2 separate regions of the Mus musculus genome follow, and region 1 is linked to region 2. The links are chromatin contacts, called in public Micro-C maps. All regions are on one chromosome and are shown on one strand. The core of a region is the stretch at or near the end of the contact, and the rest is flanking DNA. Distances in the headings are between cores, read along the strand shown.

Region 1 (6,568 bases), core at 2,560-5,059, 280 kb before region 2:
TTTGTTTTGAGACAGAGTCTTACTATATAGCTCTGCCTGTCCTGGAACTCTCTGTGTAGACCAGGCTGGCCTCAAACTCACGGAGACTCACTTGCCTCTGCCTCCTGGGTGCTGAGATGAAAGGTGTGTGCCACCATATCTGGCTCACTTTTTAAATTGTTTTTAATGTGTGCGTGCCTGCGTGTGGCTGACACGCGTGTGAGTCTGGGTGACGCCTCAGTTACTTTTCTATGGCTGTGATAAAACGCCGTGTGTGCCCAGGGCAACTTAGAAAAGAGAGCGTTCAGTTTGGGGCTCACAGTTTCAGAGGGTTGTGTAGTTCATAACCATCATGGTAGGAAGCATAGCAACAGGCAGGCGGGCATCAGGCAGGCAGGCGTGGCACTGGAGCAGTAGCTGAGAGCTCACATCTGATCCATTAGTGCAAGAGAGGAAGGGGGGGAGGAAGTGTCGGGAGGAAATAGTGTGGGCTTTTGAAACCTGAAAGCCCACCCCAGTGACACACTTCCTGCAAAAGATCACACCTCCTAATCTTTCCCAGACAGTTCCACCAGCTGGGACCAAGCATGGAGACTTAGGAACCTATGGGGGCCATTTTTATTCAAACCTCTACAGGGTTCCTACAGGGGCAGAGGTGTTGGATCTCCCTGGACCTGGAATTACAGATAGGTTTGGGGTTGTTTGTTGTTGTTGTTGTTATTGTTTGAGACTGGGTCCTAGACCAGGCTGAATATGAAGTCACAGAGCTCCACCTGCTCTGCTTTCCAAATGCTGGGATTAAAAGCATGCGCCACCAGAACCATTATCACTTGTGTGTGTGTGTTCTGTGTGTGATTGTATGCGTGTGAGTGCAGGTGCCCATGGAAGCCAGATCCACTGGAGCTGGAATTACAGGCAGTTGTGAGGTGCCTGACATGCCTGCTGGGAATTGAACTTGAGTCTCTGGAAGAAGAGTCAATGTTCATAACCATTGAACCATGTTTCTAGCTCCTCCATCGCACGCATTTCAGCTTAACTATCTTTTCCAGTTGAGGATTGACAGGACATGGCTCCACTGTGAGTTGACTATCTGTGGCCTGATGACTTTTTGATTTTGGTTGTGGGGACAGTGGGGATAGATTCTCATTCCAGGTCAGCTCGGGTTGGCTTTTGCCTTGCTCCAGCCTCCCCAGTGTCAGGGTTATAAGCATAAGACATCGTATCCAGCTTGGTGGTGACGGTGACGTACCGCTACAGAGAGACCAGTCAGGGCTGGGAAGGTGGCTCGGTTGGTGAAGTTCTTGCTTTTTGAGCACGAGGACCAGAGTTTAGTTCCCAAGAATTCATGTAAAAAGTACCAGGGTATCAGTGTGCACGCAGCAGCCCAGCCCTGGGAGTGGAAGCTGGAGCCCAGCTCCATTGCAGCCAGGATTACCTAACTGGCGAGCCTCAGGCTAATGAAAAACCCTGCTTCAAAGGCAGTGGCCAGGCTTTGTGTGAGGCTAAGACCTGGGGTTGTCCTCCAGATGCCTTTGCTCCACACGACGAGCTTCCACCTAGATGGGAATATGTCCACAGACAGACAGACAGACAGACAGACAGACATAATACAGAGAAGATCAAGGCCAGGCATGTATAGAAGTAATAGAATACTTGCCTGCATCCACGAAGTGGATCTTCCCAGGTTGGATTCCCAACACTTCAAAGTGAAAGAGAAAAAACAGAACACAAGGAAACATTCATTAGTTTCTTGAATGATGAATTTTTAACTTCATTATAAAGATGGGAAATGTGAAAGCACAATTCTTAAACGTCAGTATGACGGCTGGAGAGATGGCTCAGCGGGTAAGAGCACTGGCTGTTCTTCCAGAGGTCCTGAGTTCAGTTCCCAGCAACCACAACCATCTATAATGAATGGGATTTGATGCCCTCTTCTGGCACACAGGTGTACATTCAAATAGAGTATACACACACATCTTTAAAAAATTCATTATGAAAAAGACAACTTTATTTTTTATTATTCCTAAATTTTATTTGATTTTATAGAAGTGGCGGTTTTGCTTTTATGTAATCTGTGTGCTGTTAGATTCCTGGTGCCCCAGGGGACCAGAAGAGGCGTTGAATCTCCTGGAACTGGAGTTATAGGTGGTCGTAAGCTGCTGTGTGTGTGTGTGTGTGTGTGTGTGTGTGTGTATGTGTGTGTGTGTTTGTGTGTGTGTGAACCTGAGCCCTCTAGAAGAGCAGCTTGCGTTCTTAACCACTGGGCCATCTCTCCAACACCCACACCCCCATCTCTGGCCCAGTGAACTTGGTGAGAACCTCAGATCCAGAAGGCTTTGGTGGAAACCAGTATTTCTAGTCTAGTCGTCCCCAGTGAGTCCCCAGCAGTGGGCTGGCAAAAGGCCCAAATATAAGTTGAAAAATGTTTGAAGCCGCAGCATGATCTTGAAGGTAGCTGTCTACAGAGTCCCGTTAACACTGTTCTATTTTGGGTATAAATGTCTTCATTTATTCAGAAGAGGGTGGGAAATTGTACATATGTTCATGTTTATCTATACATAAGCCTAGATCACATCTAGATTTGCATACGTGTGTATAAAATAACTGTGAGCACGAAATCTAGAAATAATAACTTTGGTTGCCTTCCAGGAAGAAAGCTGGGAGATGTGAGACTGAATAAAGTAAGAGAGAGTGCTAGAGAGAGAGGGAGAGAGAGAGAGAGAGAGAGAGAATGTGTGTCTGTGAGACTGGAGAAGGTGAGAGAGAGTGCTGGGAAGAGAGACAGAGAGAGGGAGAGGGAGGGGGGGAGGGAGTCTGTGAGACTGAAGAAGGTGTGAGAGAGTGCTGGGGAGAGTCGGGCTGGAGGAAGAGAGGGTGCCAAAGAGCATGTGTGTGTCTGTGTGTGTATGCATCTATGTGTGTGTGTGTATGTGTGTATGTATATGCATGTGCCTCTGTTTGTGTTTGTGTATGTGTCTGTGTGTGTATATGTGTGTGTGTCTCTCTATGTGTTTCTGTGTGCATACATGCTCTCACCATGCTGTGTGACCCACTATTCCCACTCCCAAGAGTTCATCCACAGCGTTCCTGCAGAGTTACCCACTGCAGGATTTTCTGTGTGTTTGCTTGCACTGTCATTTTTCCTTTTCTCTTTTGTGTGTGGGTGTCTTGCCTGCACGTGTGTCTGTGTACCATGTGTGTGCCTGGTGCCCCAAGACCAGAAGAGGCTAGAAGATTCCCTGGGTCCTCAGTAAGAACAGTGAGTACTCTTAGAGGCTGAGCCATCTCTCTAACCTGACATTGTTTCTTTGTTTTTTAGTAGCAAGTGTTTGGCAGCTATTTAGGTGTTTATCAGCAGGGAACAAATTAATGAATTAGGTTCCCATTTAGTGAGTCTGAGGCTGGAGCTAGAGGGCCTCTATGTACTGGTAGGAAAAGGTTTCTAGAATGTATCTTCAGATGCAAGACAAAAGTGTCAGGAGTTTTGCATGGGTCTGGCAATGCTCTAAAGTGTTTGTCATCATTCAAAGTCAGTGCAACTTGTTATTCCATTCCTTTTATTATAAAATAGTTTTGAAACATTTTCCTCTGGGCTCTAACGTGTCATTATTATGAGCTTTCTTATTATGAGCAGTATTTGGCACAGAGGAGTGACAAAATCACATTTTTGAGTTATTAAATCTGTTCCACTTTGAGCCAATCAGAGTGACCTCCTACTGATTAGTGTCTGGTGGCCAAGTGCCTTTATATGGTATTCAGCTCTGTACTGGAGCATCGCGGAGTAGCAGTCGGCCTGGGCCACAAGGGGGCAGCAGAACCCTTTGATTGCAATAGCACGGATGGCTTTTGGCCAAGTCCAGCTGCTGCTTGCTTACTGTCCTTCAACTCAGCTGTGTGCACCTAGGAGTCAGGGCACTGTGCGAGCCGACCTCAGAGGTGAGAGGGGTGAGAGGGGAAGGGGTGGGTTTCCGAGTCACCTTCCCTCCTCTCTTACAGGCTGTCCAGTGGATTACAGAGCAGTATGGGAGACATTAGGGGTGGTGCAGCAAGCTAGCACATACACAATCACTGAGGCTTCAGAGCCTCTTGCCTGACACTGAGTCCTGGCTCTGCAGCTTTGGGCTTATGTTCCTACGCTTCGAACCTAAGATTATCAGGGAGATAATCTAAGTAAACCTCTTAGCACTACACCGTGGTGAGCATTGGAAATAGCTGATTACAGGCTCAGTGAGGAAGGACACTCGCCACAAGCCTGCCATCCTGTGCACGATCCCTGAAACACACTTAGTGGAAGCAAGAACCGGCTCCAGCAAGTTGTCCTCTGATCGCCACATGCATTTTTACCCACACATACATAAACACACACAATATATACATTAATGTCAAAACATTTTAAAATAGATGTTCATAATTAAAATAATATTAGTTGGACTGGAGAGATGGCTCAGCGGTAAAGAGCACTGACTGCTCTTCTAGAGGGCCTGAGTTCAATTCCCAGCAACCACATGGTGGCTCACAACTATCTGTAATGAGATCCAATACCCTCTTCTGGTGTGTCTGAAGACAGCTACAGTGTGCTCATACTCGTAAAATAAATAAATTAATCTTAAAAAAATATCAGTTACCAGCAGAGATGGGTAATAGATTCTTAGTGGGTTATTTTTGTTTGTTTGTTTGGTTGGTTGGTTTTTATTGGATATACAGTCTCTCTATGTAGCCCTGGTTGTCCTAGAACTCCCTATGTAGATTAGGCTGCCCTCAGACTCACAGAGATCCACCTGCCTCTTCCTCTTGAGTGCTGAGATTAAAGGCATGTGCTATTGCTGGCTTCTTGACTTGTGACTCTTTCTTATGTATTTAGTAATTGTTTTTGTTTGGTCGCAAGCAAGGTAGAAATATTTATTTAGAACCATTTTAAAGCTGTTTTTTTTTCTCAGAGGGGCTTACAAAGTACTTATGGCCTTGTTTACCCTCTATAAAATAGTTTTTTTTAATTGTTTGTGTACATGTGCATGTATCTACTGTGTGAGTTCTAGATCTCTGCAGTCTCGGGTTTAAAGCTCTCATCCCAGTGTGTCTCCGCGTGTTTTTGACGGGAAGGTGTGGTGTCAGTGCTCAGGTGAGGCAGGTGGGCAAGGTGGTATTGTTGAGAGAGGCACACTCTGAGATAAATTTCAGGTGGGGTAAGCTCACCAGGGCGCGGCTGTGGGAGCAGCCCCCGGAAGGACAGGAAGGGAGGCAGAGAAATGCAAGGGACACTCACGTAAGAAGTCACGTATGGTTCGCTCTCAGTAACGACCTCACTGTGCCCGTGGAGATGGGGGTTGAGCCGGTCCTTTTAAATGGAGGGAGGGGAGTCTGCTTTTGTAGTTCCTTGGTCACCACTATCCGTTGGTCCAGGGCTGCCCCAGAGAGGGTACGAGACCTCAGAGCTGACAGTGCCCGTCAGTCCAGAGTGCTGACAGCTGGGGGATCATAGCAGCTGATGAGCAGATCTTGTTTCTCCTGGGGCATCTGAGTGGCATCCTGCAGAGTCCTGTAGCTCTGCCACGGTGTCCAAGTCACTTGAAAGGGGGATGCGCGACATGGTGTCTAATCCATTTGCATTTCTATGACAAAATACTTTATGTGGGGTTATAGTTTTCAGGGTTGGAGATGCAGCTCAGGTGGTCGAGAGTGCCCACCTAGCACGTATGAAAATCAGTGTTCAGTCCCCAGCACTAAATAAACCAGGTGCTGTGGTAAGGAAGCAGGAAGAACAGAAGTTCAAGATTGTCCCTGACTACTTAGTGAGAGATAGCTTGGAACTGGACTGATAAGCCAGGCTGGCCTTAGTTCACAGAGCTCTGCCTGCCTTGCCTCCTGAGTGCTGCGATCAAGGCAGTGCATCAACACTTCGGGCTCCCAGATTCGTATTATTGTAACATATTCTCTCTGGCAAGTATTAACCCTCGAGAAAATGGTACTTTTAAAACCCAATTGCCCTCCAGTACGCTCTGCCTCTTAAATTGCCCCACCACCCACTTCTCAGTGCCAGTGTGTTGGAAATGGGCTTGTAGGCCATGAACCTGCTGGGGACGGACTACTTCGCAGCTGTCACACATGGCTGGGATAAAGAGAGATGGCTTTGGATGGCGTGGAACACTCGTGTGCACACACACCTTTGCACGTACACAGCCATGGTGCCCACGCTTGACACCAAGTATCTTCCTCGGTCGTTCCCCCCTTTGGCTTTTGAGTCAGGTTCTCTCATTGAACCCGAAGCCTTCCGGCTCTGGGGGTTCCCCTGTGTCTGCTTCCCCAGTGCTGGGCATAGACACGAGCTGTGCGCATTTCAGTGGGTGCTTAGGAATCAGCTATCATGTGCTTCACTCACATGGTCCCACCTAGCAGAGGGAAGACAGGAAGACCATGTGGCCCTCACTGCTGCAATACTGCATGGTTCATATTGACTGCATGGTTCATAGCTGGAGGGCAGCTTGGTTGTTATCCCTGCTGGTAAACCAAAGGTACTTTAAAAACTACATTTTAGATTCCTTAAAGCCGTAAGCTTGAGTCACTGCCAACATAACTTCATCGTTTTCCTTAC
Region 2 (6,696 bases), core at 121-2,620:
GAAGGTGAGCCACCATTTAGGTTCTGAGCACAGAACAAGTGACCTTAACTACTGAGTCCAGCACCCCGACTCAAATTTTTTATTCACTATTTTTAGAATTCTAATGTAAAACAGAAGTTGAAAAAAAATCTTATTTTTTTTGTCAAGCCTAACTATTTATGTCAGACATATCTTATTTTATAGAATACGTCTATCTATATATGCACAAACCTCCAAATTTAAAAATGAGAACATTCTGTTTCCAGCCCCTTACAAATTCTCTTTTTCTTTCTTTCTCCACCATCCTCGTGTGTGAGTTGACTCTATCCTTGCCATGATTTCTCTCAAGAATTCCAGGACCAGGGCAGGCATGTGAGGTTCTGTAATTTCAGCACTGGGAGGTAGAGGCGAGAGGATCAGGACTTCAGAGTCATCCTGGGCTACATTGTGAATTTGAGGCTAGCCTGGGGTATATGAGGTTGTGTCACACAAATAAAAAAAATTTTCAATAAGGAAAAAAAAAGAGAACTTTGGATCAAGCAATTCCTGACCAATACGCAAACACGAAATTGCTTCATTCCCCAAAGGATTCGTATAAGAACTGATAGAATCAGAGTCAGATTCAGAGGGGACCCTGGAGCAGAACCCACCACCCAGCTGGAGCTGCAAGAAACTCCATGTGAGATGGCAAAAATATTTACACAAGGCATCTGTCACTCTAAGCCAAACATGTCTCCATGGATAACAGACACGTTGTCCCAGGTGTATCTCATCAGAAGGCAGGGAAAAGTTTCAGAGCAGCCCTGCTCCACCCAGACAGCTCTGGAACAACTCAAGTGCCTGTCAGCGATAGAGTGGGCAGGTTTTTAAAAAACATTTATTGTCTGTTTGTTTCCTTGCTTATTTATGTATTTTGTGTGTAGGTCAGAGGACAATTTGCAGGAATCATTTCTTTCTTTCCACCTTGGAACTCCCTGGGAGCAAACTCAAGTCACCAGGCTTGGAGACAGGCACCTTTGCCAGATGAGTCATCTCAATGCCCCTTGCATTCATTCATTCATTCTTTTATGTGTATTAGAATTTTGCCTGCACGTATGTCTGTACACCACTTGCATACCTGGTGCCCTCAGAGACCAGAAGAGGGAGTCATATTCCTTGGAACTGAAACTACAGATGGTTCTTAGCCACTATGGAGGTGCTGGGAATGAAACTTGGAGCCTCTGGAAGAACATTTAGTGTGTATAACCCCCAAGCCATCTCTCCAGTCCTCTTTCAAATTTTTAATTAAATTATATCTGTGGTACTAGAGATGGAACGGAGGGCCTCGTGCCTGTGAACAGGCAGCCTAGCTCAGGTTGGCAGTCTCCCAAGGTCAAGTATACTCTGAGGCTTTGGCTCTGAAACAGAACGGGTGGGGCTGGGTGGGGCTCTGTGGGAAGAGTGCTTATCTAGTATTCTAGCTTGGTTTTCTGTTCCTGAGATAAACAGCTTGGGGGAAGAAGGGATTTCAAAGCTGGAACCCGGAAGCAGGGGGCTGAGTAAAACCTTGAAGGCCACTGCATTCTGGCCTTCTTCCTCTGGCATGGTTAGATACCCAACTCCCATTCCCAGGCAGTTGGATGTGGCGGTTAAGACAGGTGTCACTATGTACCCCTAGCTGGCCTGGAACTTTCTGTATAGATCAAGCTGGCCTCAAACCCACAGAGATCCTGCCTCTGCCCCCAAGTACTGGATTAAGCATGTGGGTCACCACCGCAGCACAACTACCTCCCTTACACAGACCAGGCCCACCTGTCTAGGGATAGCACTGCCCATAGTGGACTGGGCCCTCTTGCATAACTAGCAATCAAGAAAATGCCCCACAGACATGTCCACAAGACAATCTGATAGAGGCAATTCCTCAAAGGAGGGTCCCTCTTCCCCCTTGTGCCACATTGAGAAACAAGACTGGCCATCACACTTAGCACGCACAAAGCCCTGCATAAAACCAGGCATGGTGGCAAATATGCACACTCAGCCCACCCGAGTCACAGCAGGGGGGGATCAAGAATTCAAGGCCGTCCTCTGTTACTTAAGGTCCGAGGCAGCCCTGGTCACTGGATATCCTATCTCAAAACCATGAAAGCTACAAACGAAAAGATAAGAGAGAAATGCTATCTTTTGTTTCTACATACTCTGTACTTTGAATGGAAAGATCCCGCCTTTAATCCCAGCACTTGGGAGGCAGAGTTCTCAGAACTCCCAGAACTCAAATCTCTGAGTTCAAGGCCAGCCTGGTCTACAGAGTGAGTTCCAGGATAGCCAGGGATAACCAGGGAGAAACCTTGTCTCAAAATAACTAACTAACTAACTAAATAAATAAATAAATGAAAGAAAGAAGTGAAGACACTAAAAAGTGGCACTACCAGGCACAGGAGAGAGCCTGCTAGAATGCTGGGATTGTTCCTATCTGGATCCGGGTGACGGCAGGACTGACTTGTATGTTTAATTGCATTTAAATTATGCCCTAATAAAAATTTTTTTTAGAAAACCAAAAACCTCGAACAGTTGGCAATTATTCAGAGTAATGTCAGTGACAGCTGCCAATTATGCTGACTGATGTCTTTAGGGACAGCCCTGTCTTTTTCCGATGTTCACTTGACACTGCAGTGTCCTCATGGAAATACCATTGTCCTGGTTTCCTTTCTGTTGCTGAGATGAAAACACTCTGGCTGAAAGCAGCTTAGAAGAGGAAAGCATTTATTTGGCTTACATGTCCCATCACAGTCCACCATAGAGGGAAGTTGGGACAGAAATTATAGAGGGAACTCAAAGCAAAGGCCAGGGGGATGCTATTTGCAGGTCCAGCCACTCTCAAGCTCGTGGGCTAGCTCTCCTATGCATCCTAGTACCACCTGCTTAGGAACGGTGCCACCCACAGTGGGCCAGGCCCTATTGCATCAATTAATATCAATTTAACCCCAACCAGCCAATCTGATCTAGATAATCCTTAAACCAAGGGTTTCCTCTTGGATGACTCTAGGCTGTGCCAAATTGACAGTTAAAGCTCATTAGGACAACACATTTTCCTCTAAAAAATTTTAACCCGGGGGGCTGGAGCTCAGTGGTTAAGAGCACTGACTGCTCTTCCAGAGGACCTGAGTTTGATTCTCAGCACCCACGTGGTGGCTAGGAACTGTCTGTAACTCCAGTTCCAGGAGCGCGAACTCCTAGTCTTCATAAGCACTGCACACATGTGGTACATAGATACCTGTGCGGGCAAAACACTGCATACATAAAATAAACATCAAAAAATCAAAACATTAAGCCAAAATTTTATAGAATCATATATATGATTAGTCCATAAGTGCAATGGTGTATATATATATATTATATGTATATGGCTAGATAGCCCCAAAAGTTATAAAGTAAAACTGATGAAGAGGAAAGCAGTTGGAGAGTAGGTAGGGATGGGCATCTTATCTTTAATCGCAGCACTCAGGAGGCAGAGGCAGGAGGGTTTCTGAATCTGAGGCCAACATTATCTGTATTAGAGAGATCCTGTTTTTTTGTTTTTTTAGCTTGATTTTTAAAAAAGAATTATTTACATTATGTATATGAGTATTGTAGCTGTCGTCAGACACACCAGAAGAGGGCATCAGAGCCCATTACAGATGGTTGTGAGCCACCATGTCTTTGCTGGGAATTGAACTCAGGACCTCTGGCAGAGCAGTCAGTGCTCTTAACCACTGAGCCACCTTTCCAGCACCTTGATATTTTTAAAAATTGGATATTTTCTTTATTTACATTTCAAATGTTTTCCCCTTTTCAGGTCTTACCTTCAGAAACCCCTTATCCCTTCCCCTTTCCCTCTGCCTCTCTGAGGGTGCTCCCCCCACCCACCCACTCCGGTCTTCCCACCCTGGTATTCCCCTACACTGAGGCATTGCACACCCTCATGCCCAAGGGCCGCTCCTCCCACTGGTGTCCAACAAGGCCGTCCTCTGCCACATATACGGCGAGACCTGTTTTTTAAAATAACAATTTATACACATAATTTATAAAAACAAACCAAGGGCATGAAGGCAGCTCATCACGTGAGGGTGCCTGTCATCAGCCTGACTGTCAGAGTGTGACTCCAGGGACTCACGCGGCAGGAGGAGAGAACTGACCTCCACAAGTTATTCTCTGATCTGTACATCACACACACGCACGCACGCACGTGTACATGCACACTGAAATAACAAAATGAAACATTGGGACAGAGTATGAGTTCTGGCTTGCTGGGATTTAACCCAAGGTCAAATACAGCAATAAAATAATTACATGCTTTTTAATTAAAATTCTATTTATTTTTGTGTAAGGGTCACTCAGGGAGGTCAGAGACCAACTTGTAGGAGCAGATTCTCTTCTATGTGGGTTCTGTATTGAACTCAGATTGTCGGGCTCTGCAGAAGTGTCTCTGCCCACTGAGCCACCTTGCTGACCCTCATTCTCTTTCATTATTAGTTACAATATTATACCTATTTATCTATATACAGGGCCTCATTATGTAGCTATGGCTGTCCTGAAACATCCTATATAGATCAGGCTGGCCTCAGACTCACAGAGATCTTTCTGCTTCTACCTCGTGAATGCTCAGAATGAAACCATCTCTCCAGTTTATCTATTTACTTGTGTGTGTGTGTGTGTGTGTGTGTGTGTGTGTGTGTGTCCAGATCAGAATACAATTTAGGGGAGCCAGTTCTCTCCTTTCATGTGAATTCCAGGGTTCGAATTCAAGTGCCTGGGATTGGGTTTTGCAGCAAGCATCTTTATCTGCTGAGCCATTACATTGGCCCTCATTTGCATTTGTTGTCGCTGTCATCATCATCATCATTTTTTTTAAGAGTCCTGGCCTGTAACTCATACTCCTGCCCTGCCTCACAGGTGCTAAGATTATACCTTCCTTTTTGTTTGTTTTATTATAGTTTTTTTTGAGACAGGGTTTCTCTGTGTAGCCCTGGCTGCCCTGGAACTTGCTCTGTAGACCAGGCTGGCCTTGAACTCAAGTGATCCACCTGCTTCTGCCTCCTGAGTGCTGCTACCACCTGGCAGTTTACCATCTACTCCTGTGGACCTGGGCTTGGGGCTCAGGGGTAGAGTTCTTGCCTCTCTCATGCAAGGCCCTGATTTGACCCCAGTGCTGTGACAGAAAACAGACACACCAAAAGTGAAACATGCTCTGGTATTTTATTTGACATTTTCTTTTGTCACAGACGCAGGAGGAATGAGTTTGCTTAGTAGACCAAAAAGGCAAAGGCTCTAAGGGGGCAGACCTGTAGTTAATGAACGTTCCATACACGTGGCTTGCTGCTGGCTGCAGCGGGGTGGGCACACGTCTCAGAGGTTCTTGGGTTAGTATTTTAGTTATCCCGACTGGGTTTGGATTTATGTTGGGTAGTCCTGACAAGGAAGTGAAGCCAACCCCACACAGGCTGCTGTTAGAAAGAGAGGTTGATGGGCGCTGTACTGGGAGGCACAGAGCGGGATGGGAAAAGGTGGAAGGTGACAAGATGAACGGAGATCCCCAACTGCCCCACAAGTCCGACAAGGAAAAGAATGAGAGGCTGGGCCTGGGGGTGTATACCTTCAATTCTAGAACTCAAGAGGCAGAGGCAGGTGGATCATGTGAGTTCAAGGCCAGCCTAATCTACATAAAGGGTTCCAGGCTAGCTAGGGTTACATAGGGAAACCTTGTCTCAAACAAACAGACAGACAAACAAACAGAATGAGCCAGGAGGTGGTGGCTCGTGCCTCAAACCGCAGCATGTAGGAGGCAGAGGCAGGGGGTTCTCTGAATTCAAGGCCAGCCTGGTCTACTGAGGGAGTGCCTCTGCTACACAGAGAAATCCTGCCTCAAAGGACAGAGAGGGGGAAAAAAAAAGAATGAGGAAAGTCAGCTGAAAACTGAGGAAGGCATAGTAGGCTAAACAGAAAGAGCTACAAACCTAATCAAAAGTATTGTTAATTAAGCAATTACATATAACAAGTGTGGAAAGTCTTAAGTAAACTTTAGTTAAAAGACGTTCAGAAGCCATCAAGATGGCTCAGCGGCGAAGGTGCTTGCTACACAAGGCTGATAACCTCAGTTCCATCCCCAGAACCAACATAAAAATAAAATAAAATAAAATAAAATAAAATAAAATAAAATAAAATAAAAAGCCAGCCTTTAGTCTCAGCACAGACAGAAGAATCTCCCTGAGTTTGAGGCCAGCCTGGTCTACACAGTTCCAGGATAGTCAGGGTTGTGTCTAATGGAGTGCATGTGTGTGGTATCCTAGACTAGTCTTCATTTACATTCCTCTGATATTAATAAAATCGAACATTGTACATGCTCTCTTTCCTGAGATTATTTTTAATCAACTTTCTACTGTATTAGTTCCCCTTTTCTGACTGTTTTATGGGTGTGATTTGTATCTACTAGTTATTCATGCCTTACCAATTACATTGTAAATATCTCCTCCTTTGTGTGTGACTTATATTTTTATTTTTTCTAGGTGTAACAAACAGAACCTATATAATTATTGAGATTATTTTATTACTTTTATAAATAGTATTATTCAAACAATTATCTGGCTATTGGAATTATATATAATAATCCTAGTGTTTTTTTTTTTAAAGTGTGGCCTACCTGAGACTTCACTAGATGGATTTTTTTTTTTTTTTTATTATATATAAGTACACTGTAGCTGTTTT

The links. A called contact is a pair of places that touch in the nucleus more often than the background predicts.
Region 1: a Micro-C map of the G1E-ER4 cell line shows a contact between it and region 2, with 7 times the contacts expected there. The contact joins two enhancer-like sites. A contact is called at or near these places in 4 of 15 datasets of contacts at CTCF or cohesin (the G1E-ER4 cell line, large pre-B cells, pro-B cells and 1 more), 24 of 484 Hi-C or Micro-C datasets (the BV-2 cell line, the C10 cell line, the G1E-ER4 cell line and 13 more), 6 of 115 datasets of contacts at active chromatin or transcription factors (the HPC-7 cell line, T-cell acute lymphoblastic leukemia, embryonic stem cells and 1 more) and 1 of 9 other capture datasets (embryonic stem cells).

Annotation. Positions count from the first base shown.
Region 1 is chr4:118,081,017-118,087,584 of GRCm38.p6, reverse strand. The region is part of intron 2 of St3gal3 (ST3 beta-galactoside alpha-2,3-sialyltransferase 3); the gene reads left to right. Among named protein-coding and RNA genes, the nearest start is that of St3gal3, 51 kb to the left of the region's middle. Within about 2 kb of position 3,809, at least 47 of the 459 cell types and tissues checked have an H3K27ac peak or open chromatin away from gene starts, as enhancers often do. A contact at or near this core is called in the G1E-ER4 cell line, where this site is marked.
Region 2 is chr4:117,801,920-117,808,615 of GRCm38.p6, reverse strand. No RefSeq gene overlaps it. Among named protein-coding and RNA genes, the nearest start is that of Gm40232, 18 kb to the right of the region's middle. Within about 2 kb of position 1,370, at least 19 of the 459 cell types and tissues checked have an H3K27ac peak or open chromatin away from gene starts, as enhancers often do. A contact at or near this core is called in the G1E-ER4 cell line, where this site is marked.